Linked DNA regions of Sus scrofa: region 2 is linked to region 1. A link is a contact called in public HiChIP or PLAC-seq data. All regions are on one chromosome and are shown on one strand. The core of a region is the stretch at or near the end of the contact, and the rest is flanking DNA. Distances in the headings are between cores, read along the strand shown. Region 1 overlaps TMEM135 (transmembrane protein 135). Region 2 overlaps TMEM135 (transmembrane protein 135).

Region 1 (7,540 bases), core at 1,900-4,399:
GTGTATGTGTGTATATACATATACATATATATATATAACAGAATATTACTCAGCCACAAAAATGAATGAAATAATGCCATTTGAAGCAACATGGATGGACCTAGAGATTACTATAACCGTGGAGTAAGTCAGACAAAGAAAGACAAATATCATATGGAATATATGCTCCAACAATACTTTTTTAAGTAATATACAATGTCACCTTCTACATAAAATGAAAATTCATATAATGGAAAAGAAAGCAGGAAAAGGAAGAAAGAAAAAAAGGAGAAAAAGAAAAAACAGTAATAAAACTATTGAAATAATGCAGTCACAGCATAAGAAATACATCAAATATTAATGGGCTAAGTAATGTAATTAAAAGGCAAAAATTAGCAGAATAGATTTTTTTCTTTTTTTCTTTTTCTTTTTTATTGAAATATAGTTGACTTACAATGTTTCAGGTGTATAGCAAAGTGATTCAATTACACATATATTCTCTTTTAGATTCTTTTCCATTCTAGGTTACTACTAGCAGGACAGATTTAAAAAACCAAGACCCAATTATAAGCTATTTGCTAAAAATACACTTTAGATACAGAGACAGAAATGCTTGAAATTAACTGGAAAGAAAACATATACAATGCAAACACTAAGAGAAGGATGGAGTGATTACCTTAATATCATATAAAATAGAATTCAGAACAAAGCGAATTATCTGAGCTATAGAGGAACATGTTATATTGATAAAAGGGTCAATTCATCATGAAGAAATGACAATCACATGCCAATAAAATTTTCAAAGAAACTGATAGCATTAAAGAGAGAAACAGACGAATCCAGAACCATAGAAGATTTTAACACTTTTCTCTCACCAAATGATAAAAGTAAGAAAAAAATTTAGTAATGATACAGAACAGAGTTTTCAACAAAGAAGGGATTTGTCCCATGGGGACATGTTTCCCATGGAAACATTATTTGTTGTCTCAGTTTGGTGGGGAGGGGAAGAGAATGCTAATGGTATGTTTGAGTACAATGCACAGGATAGATCTCCCCAAAATTAAGCATTACCTGGCCCAGCACAAGTCAATAATGCCAAGATTGAGAACCCCTGCTAGTATGAAGAACTACATCAAGTTGATCTTGTTGATATTTTAAAAATACTACTAACAGACTAAAATAATTCACACACCCACACCCCACACACGCACACGCACACGCACACACCCCATCACGTAATCATACAAATTGATCCAAAAGGGTCATTTGACAATCATTTGATTAAAGCACTCTGCAAATTAGGAAGAAGTGTAAACTGCCTAAACATGATAAACAACATCTTAAAAAAAGCACCCTACAGCTAACACCTTACTTAATTTTGAAAGACTGAATTCTTTCCCCTAAGATCAGGAACAAGAAAAGGATGTACCAGGACAATAAAGCAAGGAAAGGAAATAAAAGATATACAGACTGGGAAGGAAGAAATAAGACTGCTCCATTTGCAAAAACTAAGTTTCTATGTAGAAAAATCTCAAAAAATATGCAAAAAAACCCTCCTAGATTTAGTAAGTGAATTCAGTAAGGTCCCAGGAATCAAGAACCAATCATATTTCAAAAACCAATCATATTTCTATGTTGCAGCAATAAACATGAGAAAAGTAATATTAAAAACCTAATACCTGAAGTTCCTGCTATATGCAGCAGGTTAATGATGTGATATTATCTCTGCAATGGCACAGGTTCAGTGCCCAGCCCAGCACAGTGAGTTAGGATCCTGCATTGCTGTGGCTGCGGCACAGGTTACAGCTGTGGCTTGGATTCAAACCCTGGCCTGGGAACTTCCAAATGCCGAGAGTGGCCAAAAAAATGTAATATCCTACCTCACATCAGAGACAAAAATTGACTCAAAATGGATCAAAAACCCAAATACAAGAACTAAAACTATAAAATTCTAAAACTAAAAAACTCTTAAAACATAGGGGTAAATCTTTGTGACCTTAGAGTTGGTAATGGCTTCTTAAATACGGCACAAAAGCACAATCAATAAAAGAATAAAATATATAAACTAGACTTCATCAAAATTAAAAATATATGTGCTTCAAAGGACAGCATCAAGAAATTTTAAAAAGTCAGAGCACCAAATGGGAGAAGGAAATTTGCAAATCATATATCTGATAAAGGACTTGTAACTAGAATATCTAAATAACTCTTACAAATTAATAATAAAAAAAATGATACAATTAAAAAAAACAGGCAAAGGATCTAAATAGGTTTCTCCAAAGATAAACAAATGACTAGTAAGTACGTGAAAAGTTGCTGAACACCATTAGTCATCTGGGAAATTCAAATTTAAACTGCAATTAAATATTACTTCACACTCTCCAGGATGACCATAATCAGAAAGACACATTATTACAAGTGTTAGCCAGAACTTGAAGAAATTAAACTCCCTACTGCTGGAGTGAATGAAAAATGGTGCAACAACTTCAGTTCCACTTTGGCAGTTCCTCAAATGGTTAAACAGAGAGCCAGCAATAAAACTACAAATTAATAACAGAGAGACCCTTCCATCTTCTTAAGCTCTCTACTTATATCAAAGGAGAAAGAAAAACTAAAATTACAGAATTTCTAGAAAATGATGATAATGAAAATAACGCATATCAGAATCAATGGGATATAATTACAGCAATGATAAAGAGAAAATTCATAGCCTTAAACACTTACATCAATAGACCTTAAAAAAGGAAAATAAATAAATTAAGCATCAAACTAAAAAGATTTTTAAAAAGAAAGCAAATTTGCTCAAAAAGTAGGAAGAAGGAAAAAACAATGAAAGTGAAAATTGGATGAGAAAGCCAAAAAACAGAGCTAATAAATGAGTCAAAATCAACAAATTAGCTAACAATACAATTATGCAAAATAAATGGCAAGTTGAGAAATAACCAGGGAAAACAAAAAATTCAATCAAATCATAACTACTTTGTATAAGCTCCATGCAAATAAATACAAAAATCTTTATAAAATGGGTAATTTCTGGGAAATGGAAGCTTTTTAATAAAGGGATAATGTTCAAATTGTTAAAGAAAGTTATTAACACTGACTTTCTATTGAGTGAGTTGAAAGTTTAAACAGACCAATTTCCACAGAGGAAACTGACAACTTTTTCTATAAACTACCACACCCAAAAGAGTCACCACGGTTCCACAGAGGAATGGACCAAATACTAAAAGGCCACAACATTCATTGCTACTTAAACTATACCAGAGTAAGGAGAAAAAAAATGAAAACTGGTGAATTATTTATAAAGTAAATATGACACCAACATTAAACTCGATTTGTTTAATACATACACACAACACACACTAGTCATTCTCACAAATAGTGATGTCATGATCAACTGAGGTTCATCACAGCACAGAAAGAATTGGAATTGTGGAATGTCAGGAAATCCACTCATTTAGTTCACCATAAATAACAGATATCATTGGAAAGAGCTGGTGATTATCACTTTAATCACATTCAAACTTGGAACAACTTAAAACTATGGACCTCTGATGGTTTCAGCATCATCTATGAAGTAAATTCTTATCAAGAATGTTTAATCTGAATCTAATCAAGTCTTCAGCCTGAACTTCAAGTATACAAGAAATATTTCAGACAAAGGCAGAAATGTTTTAGACACACAAGACAATTGGCCTGGTCACATCAGTAAGTCAACGCTATGAGGGAAAGAAAGGGGGGATTAACCTAGATTAGAAGAAAATACATATAACACCATATGTCAACTTTGATGTTCACGTTCAAAAAACAGCTGTAGGGAGTTTCCTTGTGGCTCAGAGGGTTAACTATCCAGCTTTGTCACTGCAGTGGCTCAGGTCACTGCTATGGCAGGGGTTCAATCCCTGGCGTGGGAACTTCCATATGCTGGGGGTGCAGCCAAAAAAGAAAAAACTGTAAAGCACTTCAGGACAACATGGACAAGATGGTATTAGAAAATGATAATGATTCCTTTGTGTGATAATACTGTTGTAATTGAATAGGAAAGTACCCTAACTTTAGAATTTGCATGCTTGAGTTCCCAATGTGGCTCAGTGGTTAATGAATCCAACTAGGAACCATGAGCTGCAGGTTCGATCCCTGGCCTTCTCAGTGGGTTAAGGATCCGGCGTTGCCATGAGCTGTGGTGTAGGTCACAGACTGCGGCTCATAGGATCCGAATTGCTGTGGCTCTGGCATAGGTTGGCAGCTACAGCTCCGATTAGACCCCTAGCCTGGAAACCTCCATATGCCACGGGTGCAGCCCTAAATAAATAATAGTAATAAAAATAAATAAAAATAGAAATTGCATGCTGAAGTATTTAGGAGTTCATGATGCCTACAATGTAAAGTAGGCAAATAACTTCAAAAATCCTGTATTATCATTCAAGTGCTCAAAATAAATCATAGAAAGCTTGGCTTAAAGCATCTTTAAAGTTTCAGATGAGTAGCATACTTTGAGTCATATTTTCAAAACAAATATTCAGATATTTTAATGGATTGGAGAGTTACAATCACCAGAACAATTACTTTAGGGCAAAAAACAATAAAAAATACTTCACACTTAACACACTTACAATACAGCAGGCACTCTTCTAAGCACGTTTTACATAATTAACTCATTTAATTCTCTGAACAGCCCTGAGTAGATTACGACTACTATCTCCATTTTCTTTCTTTTTTTTGCACTACCTCCATTTTCAATGTAAGGAATAAACCATAAAAGTTACATAGTAAGTGGCAGAGCCAGTCTCTCAAACCAGATAATATAGCTGCAGAATCCACACTCTTAACAACTATTCTGCACTGTCCTCTCAGGTGGAGTAACTTACATTTCTAGCAATAATGACTTTATTTTGCTGGGGTCATTACATGTTTCGATTTAGTAATTTTAATAACCCAGAAGTATCATGATATAATCAGAGAACCACAAAAATTTAGATACTACTACATTTACAAGAATGCCTTAAAATGGCTTCAGGTGGTTTAAGTAAACATTTGGTTACCGCACAAGAATTACCTATATTCTTATTAGGGGATCCACGACTGTAATAAACATCTCCATAAACTGAAAGATGACCCCCATCTTGATTAATACATGAGTGTATCTTGATTGTCTGGAATAAAGATGGAATCAAAGCAGTTCCTGACAATAAAAATAATTATTCTTGAGATGGTAAAAATCCTTTTACGCAAAATCTTTAACTTCAACTGTTTACCTGGCTGAACAACTTACAGAACAGTTTGTAGCTCTTTTTTTTTTTTTTTTTGTCTTTTCTAGGGCTGCTCCCATGGCATGTGGAGGTTCCCAGGCTAGGGGTCTAATTGGAGTTGTAGACTCGGGTTCAATCCCTGGCCTTGCTCAGTGGGTTAAGAATCCATTGTTGCTGTGAGCTGTGGGGTAGGTTGCAGACACAACGAGGATCTGGCGTTGCTGTGGCTTTGGCATAGGTCATCAGCAAAAGCTCCGGTTGGACCCTTAGCCTGGGGACCTCCATGTGCTGTGGGAGCAGCCCTAGAAAAGGCAAAAAAAGACAAAAAAAAAACAAAAACAAACAAACAAAAACCCATAAAAAATAATATTACTATTAAATTCTCCAGATATTTGCAAGATTGAAAAATATATGTGGAAATATTTCTCATCCCTGGATCATGATAAACAATAAGTAGATAAAAATAAATTCCTAGCTAGGGTGGGGATCAGTAAATCAGTTCCACTAAATATGTAGATAAGTAAATTTTTACCTGCTTTTTCTTTCAATCAGAATGGCCACATAAGATGCTGGCAAAGCGGCACCAAAGCCAGGACTCCATGAGTAGAATTTGCCAAGTATCTTCCTGAAATTCAAATTTGGAATAACTGTATGAAATTTCTAGTTGGTCATTTTGGTTATTATGCATAGAAGTTCCCCTTCTCAGTCCACCCTCTGTGTCAATGTCCCACAGCACTTCAAATGCAACATGTCCCAAATAAAACTCATTATCCTTCTCCCCCTCTCCAGGACCGTGTTCCTTCTCCTCTCTCTTGCAAGGTTAATGACATCAACCACTGTGAGACATCCTGGGCTTCTCCTCCTTCCCTACCTCACATAGGAAACCATTCCCTTAAACATTTCCATATGCACCTGCTCTCTCAGATCCCCCCCAAGCCACTGCCCCTGCCTCAGCCGAGTCCCTCCCCATCTCTTCCTCAGGCTACAACATCAGCAAACCAACAGGTATCTCTCCTTCCAATGATTTAGTCAGTTGTATTCATCCAAACATTCCCTAGATCCAACATTGATCACTTAGCAAACCCTCTATGTTCTCGGTTTATCTATCAAATGGGAATAAATGTACTATCTCACACAGATGTTACGACGGCTACATGAGCTGATTCCCAGAACCACACATGGCACATGGAAGGTATTCAGAAAATGTCAGCTTTTATTACTGCTACTGTTTTGTAAACACATGATAGATATTCAACACATGTCTTTGCTTCTATAACTCTGGGAAAGTTTTTCTTATTTTACATTTTGTACTTATATGTATATATAAAAGTTTCCATTTACTTGAACATATCCCTTGAAAGAAAGAATCTGCATAGTGTCTCACATATTATAAACAACCACAGGCTACTTGGATTATTAAAGAGGGAAAAAAAATCTGGAAATAATTAGGAAGATTTTTTTTTCCTTCAAAGATGCTATATTGCTAAGAAAGGGAGAAGGAGGAAAATTATAAAAATTATTTGAACAAAATTAGTTAACCGTTCAATGATGTATTTACTATAGGAAAGAAATATATACTATGTACATACAGATAAGGATCAAAAATCACAAGTGAAGCTTAGCTTTAAAAAAATTAGAAAACCGGAGTTCCCGTCGTGGCGCAGTGATTAACGAATATGACTAGGAACCATGAGGTTGCGGGTTCGATCCCTGCCCCTGCTCAGTGGGTCGAGGATCCAGAGTTGCCATGAGCTGTGGTGTAGGTTGCGGACGCAACTCGGATCCGGAATTGCTGTGGCTCTGGTGTAGGCAGCTGGCTATGGCTCCGATTAGACCCCTAGCCTGGGAATCTCCATATGCCATGGGAGTGGCCCTAGAAAAGGCAAAAAGACAAAAAAATAAAAATAAAAAAATAAAAAAATTAGAAAATCGAGTTCCTGTTGTGGCTCATCGGGTTACAAACTCAATTAGTATCCATGAGGATGCGGGTTTACTCTCTGGCCTCACTCAGTTGAGTTAAGTGTTGCTATGAGCTGTGGCGTAGGTCACAGACAAGGCTCAGATCCCGTGTTGCTATGGCTGTGGTGTAGGCCATCAGCTGAAGCTCCAATTCAACCCCTAGCCTTGGAACTCTTATGTGCTACAGGTGCAGCCCTAAAAAAATAGAAAAAAGAAAAAAAAAAAAAAAAAAAGAAAGCCTACATTTAACATGGGTATTTCTGCAAAGGACATCAGAAACATTATGCTTGAAAAAACTGGAGGTGGTTCTCCCTCCAATATAAAATCCACAAAGGACTTAAAAGTTATTGAAT
Region 2 (7,540 bases), core at 3,408-5,907, 140 kb before region 1:
AAAAGTCAAAGATTAAGGCAACAGTAGACTGGGTGTCTAGTGAGGGCTCACTTCCTGCCTGGTTCTTGTTGGATTTTCACGAGGCAGAAGAAATAAAGGATCTCTCTTGGGCCTCTTTTATAAGGCCACTAATCCCATTCATGAGGGCTCTGCCTTTATAACTTAATCTCTTCCCAAAGCCCCCCCCCAAATATTATCACCTAGGAGGTTAGGATTCTAATACATGAATTTGGCTGGGGGGGAGGAGGGCATGGTGGATGCAAACATTCAGAATATAGCAACAAATATTTCCTCTGGCAGACTGTGACTCTTTTGAATTACCAAAGCATATAACATGTACATAGTAAATGTTCAATAAATACTACCTGAATGAAAAATGTAACCACTGCACACTGAGGTATATGCAATGACTGGCAACTGGGACCTGCTGTATAGCACAGAGAACTCCACCCAATATTCTGTGAAAATCTATGAGGGAAAAGAATCTGAAAGAGAATGGATGTGTGTACATGTACAAATGACTCACTTTGTTGTACAGCAGAAATTATCACAGCACTGTAAATCAACTACACTTCACTGAAACTTCAAAAAACAAGGAAAAAGTAAAAAATATAACCATCGACTCTACTATTAATGTAGCAGATAGAATGATAATAGAGAAAGAGGAACATAACAGAACTGAGAACAACCACCAAACTCCTTCCACCTGGCCTGTGACATAAGGGGAGCTGAAGACACTGTGATAGGAAAAGGGGCATTTACCTCTCACCTCCCACTTCCCAGTAAGAGACTGTGGGGTAGAACGGAGCTTCCCAACAGGTGTGCCTGCCACAAATGATGAACACTATGACCAAGTCCTAATCCCCTCCTTATTCTGACTTCACACTACGGGGGTAAGGGGAGATTTCAGGGGGGCTCAGAGCCTCCAGGTGAGCTGCCTCCAGCTGTAAGCAGCCTCAGCCATTTTCCCCGCTAGGCTTAAAGACATGCACTAGTGTTTTCTGTGTCTAGCACGGTGTCGAAAAGATTGGGAAGCACTGGTGAAGTTAGGCAGACTGAGAAATGAAGAGAATAGGCTCTGAGGTGAGAGACCCCAATTCAAATTCAAGCTCTGTTCATTTCTAGTTACATAATCCTTGACGTTAAGTTTACTTAACCTTTCCTCACTTTCCTCACATGTAAAATGGAGACAGTATCGGTACCTACCCCAGGAGATGGCAGGTAGCGAAGATGAAGCCAACATTGTTGGTAAAACACTCAGCAAGGTGCCTGGCACAGAAGCAATCAATACATACTCGCTAGCTGTAATCATTTCACTTTTCACCACAGCCTTACCAACTAAAAGAAAGGGACAAAGTCCTTTCCAACTGAAAGAAAGGGACAGAGTGGCTCTGAAATTATGGAAGACACAGGCCGGTATGGTAGATTTTTTAAGTCATATGAGCTTGTATGATATTTACATGTAAAATTCCCACTATATGACTCCTTCAAAGCTGATAAAATTTAGGTAAATATATCTTCCTCAGATATATCATACTTGTTTCTTTTGCTGCTGTGCTGTTAGCTCTTCCCCTAAGAATTGAAAACTGTTTCCACTTATGCTGCATACCCAGCAATCTGACTTTCTGCACTGTTTCCTATAGAAAAGAGTGTTACAAATATATGAGAATATAGACAGGTGCAACTTAGAGCACATTTGCACTTTTAAAATTATACTCAGGTAAAACTGGCCAATGAAAGAAAGAATCATGTGCCCCAAATGCAGTCTGTATAATCCCCCCACTTTGCAGATGACCCCTTACAGAGAAGACACAACTGACAGGTGAACAAGAAATGGGAAGAGGATGCTGGAACAAGAGATATGCTAAATCCAAACAAAAAGTCCAACAGCCAAGAACAGGGAACCTCATTAGATTTGTGGGGTTAGCAATAGGGCAAAAGGTCAAGATTTGGAGCAGATCTAGATGTTATTAACAAGTAAAAACAGCTAAATCCAAAAGAACTACTGGAAAGAATACTTTTAGACAAAATAGAACTCATACAAGGTAGATGTGATCAGCCTGGTATCTATTTAATTCATGTATGGAAGAAGAGGAAACAATATTTGACTTTTGAGATGAGATTAAGCAGAGCAGAATTTGAATTCAGTAAGCTAAAAAAAGGGACTTGTGAGAAGATAATGTTTTAGACACACAATAAAATTCCAGTCAATCTCTTTTATGACAACAGCTGTTCGTAAGATTACAATTTCTACTTTATGTCAAAGCTTCATATTTCAATTATAGCTTATTACTGTGGCCAATTTGATTTGAAAAATAAGAAGGTAAAATCTACATCCTATAATATAGTTTCAGACTCCTGAAATTTCAAGTACTTTACAGCTTTAAAAAACAACCTCCTTTTATAAATTTCTTTGGAAATCTAGTATTTTTTTCAACAAAATAAACTTTGATACTAGAAATGAAATAACATCCCCGAAGGTCATAAACACAGAATAAAATTTAAGATATTCCTGATTTCCTACATAAAATTAATATACCTTAAATTTAGATGACTGAATTTAAATGACATGTGACTACATCCAGTGAGCTTAAGCCAGGAAATATAGCAAGAGAAATTAAAATAATTGAAATCCTTAAAATGTACAAATCGCTGTTCAAATAAATCTTCAATACATATCTGTTTACATTTCATAAAGGAAGCAGGGATCAATTCATGATAAAAGATGAGAAATGATAATAAATATATGCTAATGTAAAACGTTGCTTCCTCTTAAGAAATTATTAATAATGCATAAAAAAGTAGTAACATAAATTACATTCTAAAATGCCAGTCATACATACATTTGTCACACAAAATGACATGATGGATAGTTAATGTTAACTGTTATAGTGCAACACCCAGTTATTTCCTTGACGTTCTGTATTAAAGCAAAAAAAAAAAAAAAAAAAAAATCCAAAAAAACAAATTAGAAAAGCAACAGTGGAGAAGGGGGCAGGAGAGGAGAGGAGAGGAAGGGAGGGAAAGGGAGAGACTGAAACCGAGAGACAAAAAGCATAGCCATCTGGCTACAAAGTAGCTTTTATCCTCCTTCCTGGTTAAAATTTAGTCATAAGAAAAGAATTCCAAAGATTCTAATGACAGCAATCAGAAATATTTATTATTTCAAATAGAAAGATGAATAATCCCATGAGATGGCATGTATGGCATTTAAAGTTAAATTATTCAAAATTCTACTTTGACCTCTGTTCCCAACTGCTGAGTGAGCTAAGACAAGTCATAAAAACCCTCAGAGATTCCAGAAAAGTGACAGTGTTGTACATAATCTCTAATTTGCTCCCTACTCTAAAAATCTAGGATCTTCTAAAACATTAAGTATTGCTGTTTATTTCCTTGAAAGGAAAATGCTTTTGTTTGTGAAATTTTGCAATATAACAAATTAACTTAAAATAACACTGAATCAGCATATATTCCATAAATTCTTGAACCTCGGTTATTTTTAGGCTAGAATAAATAAGCACCAAGTTGTATGTATAAGCTGGTTCCTATAATAAAAGTATGATTATGAAGTTTGGCTCTATTAAGATAAGAAATAGGCCAAAAAAAACCATATATATATATATGTCTTTTTAGTGCCACACCCACAGCACATGGAGGGTCCCAGGCTAGGGGTAGAATCAGAGCTGTAGCTGCTGGCTTAGCCACAGCCACACTCAGGATCCAAGGCACATCTGTGGCCTATACCACAGCTCACTGCAAGGCTAGATCCTTAACCCACTGATCTCCCCATAAAAAAAATTTTTTTATAGGTAGAAATCAGGGAGTTTCCATTGTGGCTCAGCAGTAACAAACTCCACTAGTATCCATGAGGACGCAGGTTTGGTCCCTAGCTTTGCTAAGTAGGTTAAGGATCCAGCATTGCCCTTAGCTCTGGTGTAGGTTGAGGGCGTGGCTCAGATCCCGAGTTGCTGTGGTGTAGGCCAGCAGCTGTAGCTCTGATTCAACCTCTAGCCTGGGAATTTCCATATGCTGCAGGAGCAGCCCTAAAAACAATAAACAAAGTAGAAATCAAATCTTGAGAACTTTAAGGCAGAGAAAAAAGAACAGTGATGATGAATGATATTGGAGACAAAAGATGTTAGTAAATCTTTTTAAATATGTTTTTACAGTAAAATTCTCTTAAGCAATTTCCATTTAAGAGATTACATTTAGGGAGTTCCCGTCGTGGCACAGTGGAAATGAATCCGACTAGGAACCATGAAGTTGCAGGTTCGATCCCTGGCCTCACTCAATGGGTTAAGGATCCGGCATTGCCATGAGCTGTGGAGTAGGTCACAGATACAGCTCAGATCTGGCATTGCTGTGGCTGTGGTGTAGGCTGGCAGCTAAGCTCTGATTAGACCCCTAGCCTGGGAACCTCCATATGCCGTGGGTGTGGCCCTAAGAGGACAAAAAACAAAAGACAAAAAAAAAAGAGATATTACATTTAATAAGATATATTTATCTTAGATTCTGTTTTCTCTGCAAAATATTCAAATGTTCACACTGACTTCTACAAGATTAAAAAAAAAAAACAAAATACTACTAAATGTGACCACATATATCTGTTCATACTAGTTGAGTTACATGCTTGCCAAGAATCAGCTGTGTTTATCCCCAAATGCGTTTATGTCATTTGTATTTGTTAATGTAATTATGTAACTGACCTACATATTACATAAACCAAAAGGGAAAAAAGTTTTTCTTTCCATGGAGACCGAGTTGAATGTTTTGGAAAGACAATACCTTACAAGTATGATTTATACAACAAAAACAACTCAGAACTCCAGCTGGGGAACTCAAAAAAAAACAAAAAATGCCTTGGTAAATGAGCAGATATTTGTGTGCACTGGACTGTAATACTTAGGATGCACATACACGGATATCTTGCTGCTGATGCTGGTGTAGACAAACCTCATGCCGCTGCCATAGGACAGCTGCCCCTTTACAGCTTCTGTGCCCTCAGCCTGGGCTGCAGTACAAAGACATGTGAAGCAGTGGGACACAGAGCTGGCCTAGCCAACTTGCTTGTTATGTGCCACAACAATTTTATGGTTGCTGTTTACATAATAGCTGATATAACACTATTAACAGGAAAAAACAAATACAGCATATAAAGAGTGTCTACAAATCAGCAAAAAAAATAAAAAATAAGGAATGGATAGAGGGCATGAAATCAAAATAACTAATAAACCAATGAAAAGACATTCAAGCTCACCAGTTCGCAAAGAAATACAAAGCAAGGCAGAGAGGAGGAACTGCATTTTAGATCACATGACTGACAAGGTAGAGATCACCGACAGCAACTAAGATCCGGACTCAACAACGGTTCTTGGAGGGAAAGTAGAGCGGTACTGCCTTCTGTGAAGGACAGTATCTGGCCATATGTGTCAAAATTGAATATATTAGGATATTTTTTACTCAGAATCCATACGTAGGTAACTATCTAGCTCATAGAAACACTGGAACATGTTCACAAAGATATTTTTATTTATTTATTTATTTATTTTTTTTGTCTTTTTGCTATTTCTTGGGCCGCTCCTGCGGCATATGGAGGGTCCCAGGCTAGGGGTTGAACCGGAGCTGTAGCTACTGGCTTACACCACAGCCACAGCAACGCGGGATCCGAGCCGCGTCTGCAACCTACACCACAGCTCACGGCAACGCCGGATCGTTAACCCACTGAGCAAGGGCAGGGACCGAACCCGCAACCTCATGGTTCCTAGTCGGGTTCGTTAACCACTGCGCCATGACGGGAACTCCTCCGATATTTTTAAAAGAATGTTCACAGTTGGACAGTTTGTAATAGTGAAAAACTGTAAACAGTAGAAATGGGGCTTAAGGAATTATTTAGAGATATATAACATTTTTGGAAACTCCTAAAAACTATGAGGTAGGTCTATATATACTAACACATAGACACAAACCTCAGATATGTTATTCAACAGAATAAATACTGCAGAAAAACAGTTTTCCTGTTTTTTAAAATAAATATACACATAGGTACATAGGTATGTACAGAAAGAATTCTGGAATGATATGTGCCAAACTGTTAAGAAGGTTTCAAATGAAAGAGAAGCAGGAAGAGGGAGCAGCTGGATAAAATGGGAAGAAATTTCATTTTTTACTCTATACACCTTGATGTTATTTTATTTTATTTTATTTTTTGCTTTGCTATTTATTTATTTATTTATTTATTTTGCTTTTCCCAGGCTAGGGTCAAATCAGAGCTACAGTTGCTGGCCTACACCACAGCCACAGCAACAAAGCATCCGAGCCATGTCTGCAACCTATACCACAGCTCACAGTAACACTGGATCCTTAATCCACTGAGCGAGGCCATGGATTGAACCCGTGATCTCATGCTTAGTAGTCGGATTCGTTTCTGCTGCACCACAGTGGGAACTCCTGATGTTACTTGCTTTTGTTTTGAAAGAACTTAGTAGTGTATTACTAGTACAATTAACAAATTTAAAAAAGAGAGAGACATGCTAAATTTTAGATCAGGAAAGTCTCTCATTAATTCACCTATTGAAGAACAGACTCATTTTCTACCCACCATTGCGGACTGCATTTAAAATGGGGTAATAAAGTAAAATGCATATTAAAATGCTAGAAGAAGTTGATGCTGAGAAGAAAGTTAAGAGGGAGAAAAGGAGACAATAATCTTTAAGGATTTAAAGTGATTATATGGAATAACTGCTTTCAGTTGCAACTGAGAAAAGGACTTCAGGGTAAACCCACTCCTTTTTATTACTGAGATTTCGGATATTCAGGGAAAGTGTTCTGACTCTACATGCTGTGAACTACTAGAATAGGTAGGTGACCAAGAGAGGCAGAGGGATGACATTCTCTGGATTCTTTTTTTAAAATACACATCTTAAGGAAAGTTTTATCATTTATTTCTTGATGCGACCTACAGCTTTGCTACTGCCAGTGTGATCCCAGGGCCAGCAGCGCAGGCATCACCTTTTTAGAAATGCAAAAGCTAAGACCTCATCCCAGACTTACTGAATCATAACCTGCGCTTTGATAATTATGCACATTATAGTCTGAGAGCTTCGTTACAGCCCTTACATCAGACATTTACATTTTAACAGTTCTTTTTATGCCTCTTGAACATTAACAAGTGCATACTTGGGAATCAGTAAAAAGAAATAGTTCATTTGATTACAAATTTTTTTCAACCATATAGGTGCTATTTCTGCTTTTCCAAATTATAATTTAAAAAAGTAACAATTTATTTAAGCCTATATTCTTTCAAGGAAAAAGTCACATCAGTCCAAATCATTCATTCCCATAGTGCTTCCTATCATTAAGATGTAATAGAAAACTGTAAGTGATGTAAGTGAAAATCCAAAAGAAACAGACAATAACTTCGATAAAATGATCAAAAACTTAAATGATCTTCAAATTCTTAGGACTCAAGTAATTTCAGTAAGATCGGCTTCCTATGATAAATCTCCCTACATGTTTCATACCAGTAGAAGTTGCTAGTAAT

The links. HiChIP or PLAC-seq counts read pairs in DNA pulled down with a chosen protein or histone mark.
Region 2: a contact with region 1 is called in an H3K27ac HiChIP or PLAC-seq map of alveolar macrophages. The contact joins two enhancer-like sites. A contact is called at or near these places in 1 of 47 Hi-C or Micro-C datasets (liver) and 1 of 2 datasets of contacts at active chromatin or transcription factors (alveolar macrophages).

What each region holds. Positions count from the first base shown.
Region 1 is chr9:20,810,695-20,818,234 of Sscrofa11.1, reverse strand. TMEM135 (transmembrane protein 135) reads right to left here. Exons shown (of 17, transcript XM_021062616.1): 5 at 5,761-5,853. Among named protein-coding and RNA genes, the nearest start is that of TMEM135, 73 kb to the right of the region's middle. Within about 2 kb of position 3,149, at least 1 of the 83 cell types and tissues checked has an H3K27ac peak or open chromatin away from gene starts, as enhancers often do. A contact at or near this core is called in alveolar macrophages, where this site is marked.
Region 2 is chr9:20,955,893-20,963,432 of Sscrofa11.1, reverse strand. The region is part of intron 8 of TMEM135 (transmembrane protein 135); the gene reads right to left. Among named protein-coding and RNA genes, the nearest start is that of TMEM135, 220 kb to the right of the region's middle. Within about 2 kb of position 4,657, at least 4 of the 83 cell types and tissues checked have an H3K27ac peak or open chromatin away from gene starts, as enhancers often do. A contact at or near this core is called in alveolar macrophages, where this site is marked.